Linked DNA regions of Mus musculus: region 2 is linked to region 1. The links are chromatin contacts, called in public HiChIP or PLAC-seq maps. All regions are on one chromosome and are shown on one strand. Each heading gives the region's core, a stretch centred on a gene start, on an enhancer-like site or on the middle of the called end of the contact. The rest is flanking DNA. Distances are from core to core; before and after follow the strand shown. Region 1 overlaps Irak2 (interleukin-1 receptor-associated kinase 2). Region 2 overlaps Atg7 (autophagy related 7).

What was found. HiChIP or PLAC-seq counts read pairs in DNA pulled down with a chosen protein or histone mark.
Region 2: a contact with region 1 is called in a FOXA1 HiChIP or PLAC-seq map of pancreatic cancer cells. The contact joins two enhancer-like sites. A contact is called at or near these places in 1 of 115 datasets of contacts at active chromatin or transcription factors (pancreatic cancer cells) and 1 of 9 other capture datasets (adipose tissue).

What each region holds. Positions count from the first base shown.
Region 1 is chr6:113,667,401-113,670,100 of GRCm38.p6, reverse strand. The region is part of intron 3 of Irak2 (interleukin-1 receptor-associated kinase 2); the gene reads right to left. Among named protein-coding and RNA genes, the nearest start is that of Tatdn2, 28 kb to the left of the region's middle. Within about 2 kb of position 1,395, at least 232 of the 459 cell types and tissues checked have an H3K27ac peak or open chromatin away from gene starts, as enhancers often do. A contact at or near this core is called in adipose tissue and pancreatic cancer cells, where this site is marked.
Region 2 is chr6:114,658,813-114,661,512 of GRCm38.p6, reverse strand. The region is part of intron 1 of Atg7 (autophagy related 7); the gene reads right to left. Among named protein-coding and RNA genes, the nearest start is that of Atg7, 17 kb to the right of the region's middle. Within about 2 kb of position 1,417, at least 144 of the 459 cell types and tissues checked have an H3K27ac peak or open chromatin away from gene starts, as enhancers often do. A contact at or near this core is called in adipose tissue and pancreatic cancer cells, where this site is marked.

The sequences.
Region 1 (2,700 bases), core at 146-2,645:
GTGGGGGAGGCCAGCTCCATGGTGTCAATCCTTTTAAGCCTGGTGACATCTTGCAACAGGTGCAATTTGTCATCTTGAATGACAGGAGGAGACCAGGAAGTGGGAGGTGTCCTGAGCAGCCGGGGTCACATGATGGGGGATGCCCCTGTGCTGCCCCTGTGCCACTGCCTGGCAGAGGACACAGAGAAACCTCCAGTGTGGTTCCACAGCAGATGCTGTTCTACCTGGGGTGGCCTGAAGGACTGGGGAAATCAAGGGCACGGAGGGGGAGGGGAGGCTCAGCACTCACTTGGTAAATACCCAGGCACCTCCATCCTGTGGGTACCAGTAGCCAGGGCTGAATCAAGCACCTATCATGCTACTTTGCAGAAGGGACTCAAGTATCCATAGACTCTGGTACCCTGCAGGAAGGAGTTCTGGAACCAGTTCCTCAATGGCCGCTGGGTCACCAGAAGTCTGATCATCACTGAAGCCGGCTGATGGAAGCATGAACCGTCTACTCGAGTGGGTTGGTCTGTTTGTTCTTGTTTTTGTTTTTTGAGACAGGGTTTCTCTGTGTAGCTCTGGCTACCCTGGAGCTCTCTGTAGACCAAGGTGCCTTTGCCTCATGAGAGCTGGGATTAAAGGCTTGCACCACCACCACCACCTGGCCAAGATTTTCCATTTTTTAAATGTTTTCAAAGAACTGTCTAAGGTTTCCCCGGATGGCCGGGCAAGGCAGAGCAGCCCAGCCGATGAAGTAACCATGGACCACCCTTGCAGCCTGGACAGCAGCACAGAGCCTTCAATGCACTGCTTTCGTTGTCTGTGTGGACACTGCAGATTCTTAATAAGAAACTACACATACTACAACATATACCACACACACAATATACACCACACACACCCATAAACACACCAAACTCCATGCATCACACACACACACACACTTCATACCATACCACACACACAATACACCATACACACACACACACACACACACACTGTACTGCAAACACTACATACACTGTATACACTGTTGCCACAGTGGATCACAGAGGGCCTAGTGTGTAACTTCCTGTCTGCTGAGCGCTGCACGGGTTCATGGAAGGTCGGGGACACACCGCAGGACCCATTCATCTCAACATAAAAGTCCTCAAAATACAACGCTCCAAGCGCCCAAACTTTTCCTCTAAAATAAAAAACGCCCTCAAACAGCAACTTCCCCGGACAGACCACAAGCCTGAAATCTGGGGCTTTCCCAGGGCTGAGTGGCCTCAGTAATCAATGGAAAGAATAACTCCTCCTGTTTCAACTCAGAAATAGAACTTCCGCTTCTGTGGGAGGGACTGCAGGGACAGGCCCAGTGGCCCCGGCACACCTGCTCCCCAGGGCCACTCAGGAATGTGGGCCACACAAAGGCTAATGGTGAAAGTACAGAGAGGCCCTGGCACCCGCCCGCTCCTCCCCCACCTCCCCTCTCATTATCTTTCTCCCTTTGGCAAAGGAACAGCAGTTTGGCCCGGGTCTGAGGACCTATCAGGAATTGGGGTTCATAGGTCAGCACATTTTTCCCCTTCCTTCTTCGATATCTTTAGTTACAGGAAATAGTCCTTGACTTAGCATTAACTGCCAGCCCCCTCCACACACACTTTTCCTCCTTTTTTTTTTCTTTTTTCTTTTTTTTCTTTTTTTTTTTTTTTTGAGATGGGGTCTCATTATGCAACCCTGGCTTGGAACTGGATATAGAAACTGTAGAGAGCACAAGGTCCTTGTGTTCACAGTCTGACTCCAGGTCCGACTTAGACCACACTAGATTCTCCCCTGGCCCCTTAAGAGCTATAGAAGCCATACTTTTTCTTTCTTTCTTTCTTTCTTTCTTTCTTTCTTTCTTTCTTTCTTTCTTTCTTTCTTTCCTTTTTTCCTTCTCTTCTCTTCTTTTCTTCCTTTTTCTTCTCTTCTCTTCTTTTCTTCCTTTTTCTTCTCTTTTCTTTTCTTTCTTTTTTCAAACTTGGAGACCTATCTTCCTCTGCCTCCAAGTGCTGGGATTAAAGGCATTATCCCCCACCACCCAGCTAGAATCTGTGAGGACAGGACAGCCAGCCCTGACCTGATTGCCCGGTGGTGTTGCCTGCCCAGAAATGAGCTACTCCAGTCTTCCAAGCACTCAGACCTGAGCGACCATTCACACGCATCCCCTGTAATGACTAAAGAAACATCATATGGAGCCAGGCATCCGGTAAAGGCCACGGACCTGTTGCTCTGGAATGCCTGGAGATCCTGGGCCTGCGGGGGAGATCAGAATAGGACAATGGGCTGTGAGGTGTTAACATCTATCTGCCTCTGAGTCTGTAAAGCCTGCTTCTCACTATGGGAAGGGATGGCGTGGTCTTTTATTACTATGTAGCAGGAAAGTAAGGAACAGCTGAGGGAAGTGAAACATTCTCCAGCCCAGCTGTGGCTTCCATCGGCAGTTGTTTTGCACACCTTTCTACTGGCTATGGAGTTGTTTTTAACTGGATTTCCCTGTCCCCTCACACAGATCCATATGGTTACCAGCTCTGGTATCTGCAGAGGCACATGCCTAAAGAAACCATGTTGGCCTGGAATTTTCATTCACACACATACACACACACACACACACACACACACACACACACACACACACACACACCATCCACCCAGCTAAGGTGCCTGATTCTCTGCAATAGGATGCAATGG
Region 2 (2,700 bases), core at 168-2,667, 990 kb before region 1:
GTGAAAGTGTATCATGCCATGCACAAGGAGGTCAGAGGACAATTTGTGGGAATTGGTTCTTTCCTTCTACCTTGTAGGTTCTGGGACTGAATGAATGAGGTCGTTGGGCTTGGTGGCAAGCACCTTCCCACTGCTGAGCCACCTTGCTGGGTGGTGTCCAGTATTTTCACATGGGTTCTGGAGTGCAAACTCTGGTCTTCATGCCCTTTGCTAAGTGATCTTCCCAGATCCCTTTACAAAACCTCATAATTGGCCAATGGGAAGTGTTCTCCCTTGATGCTCATTCTTCCAAGCATTAAGCATCTTTCTATACACATCAAGCATACGCTATACATTGTATGCAGCCATCCAATGACAACTGCCATACCATCTACAGTAGGATCTGTGTGAAAAGACCTTTTCAGAATCTTTATTCTTTCCTCTCTTAAGCTAACCAACAACCTGTGTTTGGATACTCATTTGCTACTGATCTCCTTCCAATATAAGCTAAACACTTAATGTAAGGGGAGACAGGCCGAGGAGCCACAGCAGTGCAAAGGCCTGCACTCAGGCCTGCAGAATCAGATGTCCATAGCTCCCTCCCCAAGATCAGGCCCAACTCACTTTCCCCTGACTGTTCTCTGGTGACCTGCTGAGGTGGATCCCACAAATTTAAAAACAAACAAAAAAGCCTCTATAGCTTTAAGGGCTGGGAAGGTCACCATGAGTGACCACTTAGAATGTCGTTTACACCTCTGTAAAGCTAGGGAAGTACTAGGGAAAACAAACAAACCCCAAAGGCAATAAGAGGCATGCTAAAAGAGCATAAAAAGCACGTGGTTCAAACTTTTTATGGCTTATGCGGCTTTGAGAAAATCTGGTCAGAATAGAAGATCCTATTGACTTCACAGAGGGTGTGGCCGGGTTTCACTTTGTGACAGGAGGGTGGAACACCCACAGTAACCCAACAAAGGAATTTGCTATAAGCATCTAGGACAGGCTAGACTTCTGAGGAATCTAACAGCATGAAATCTAACCATGCATAAGATGGATGGGAAGAGCAGGGGACCTAGAGGAGGAACAAGTGCACCCAGGGGTGGAGTCAGTCTTGCCTCTCCCTGGCTCTCATTCCTCCTGAAGAGCTAGGCTCTGCAGCTCTGAGTAGAGCAGGAGAGACCTCAGCCTCTTGTCATCTTAGAAGCTGAACACACCTATACCTGGGCACTGTGATCAGACAAGGGCCTGATGCTGAGTGTGGGTCAAACCCAAGTCTCCCGATGGGACTGTGTTGCTTCTAGTGAAAGAAGACAGGCTTTGATGAGGGCTTGGCATGTAACAGAAAAGAATCCCAGCAGCCAAACCACAGCTAAGATGAAAGGAAATGACAGCATGGTTGGGCAACAACCTCCCAGGGCTTCATCTGCCACAGAGTCCTGGTGCTAATCTATCAACAGAGCCACACCCAGTGACTTACATGTGGGAGCACAGATGTCACAGCATGACACTTATCCAAAGCTTATGACCTAACTTACCAAGAGAAAGAAACTGGGGAGGTGAGATGGGAATAAGGAGCGGGGCGGGGAAGGCTAAGGCACAGGGGGTAGGAGGTAGGAGACAGGAAAAGGAGGCAGTAAGTGGAGGACAAGAGGTGGGGGATCGGGAGTCAAGGGAAAAGGGACAGGGAGTAGGAAGCAGGGGCCAGGGACTAGAGGTGGGGGCCTGGGCAGGAGGAGAACTGTAAGCAGGATGCAGAAGGATAAGGAGGAAGTTGAGGGTGGGGGTAGGTGGCAGGGGTGGTGAGCAGAAAGCAGGGGGCAGGAGGCTGGAGAGTAAGAAGTGGAAGGCCAGGGGTCAGGGGTCAGCTACTAACAGAGACACTGTATCATCTCTGAATCTTTCTAACTTGGTATTATGTATCTGTAACAGCAATACAGAAATAAGGAAATTGAGAGCAGGTTTCTTTCTGTCCAAACTGACTGTCTGTATGGACAGGCTTGAGGATGGTTTGGCAGGGCAGGAGTTACCCAGCACTGTCAGAGCTATCCCTGCTGATTACGTCAGCACCTCCTGGCCCTGTGCTCCACTGATAGGAGAAGAAAAAAAGGCTTTGGCAATTGTGTCAGATATGAGGAGAATTGTGTACATATTTTTAAAGATGGAAACTGTTGGGGCTGTTCTTGGTTGTCAACTTGAATTAACTAAAACCCAAGCAGCTGGGTAGGTACACCTGTGACTGATTTCTCTTAATTAAATCATTAAAATAGGAAGATCCACCCTAAATCTAGGCCACACCTTCGGTGGCTGCCTATATAGTGGACATGGAAGGAGGAAGCCCTTGCTCTCTGCCTGCTTGCCCTGGCTCTCACTGGCCAGTCTACTCTTCACTGGCCTTACAGCCTACTTCTTTGGGATTCCAGAGAATACTGAAGAAATATATACAATTGAAACATCATGGACTGAACTATTGAATTCTTAGACTTTCCATTGGTAGACAGCCATTGTTGGACTAGCTGGCCCATAGTCTAACCCACTGTCAATTGTACATATACGATAGATTCATCCTATCAGTTCTGATCCTCTAGAGCAGCGCGTCTCAACCTTCCTAATGCTGTGACACTTTAATACAGTTCCTCATGTAGTGATGACCCCCAACCATAAAATTAATTTTGTTGATTCTTCATAGCTGTAATTTTGCTACTGTTATGAATCATAATGTAAATA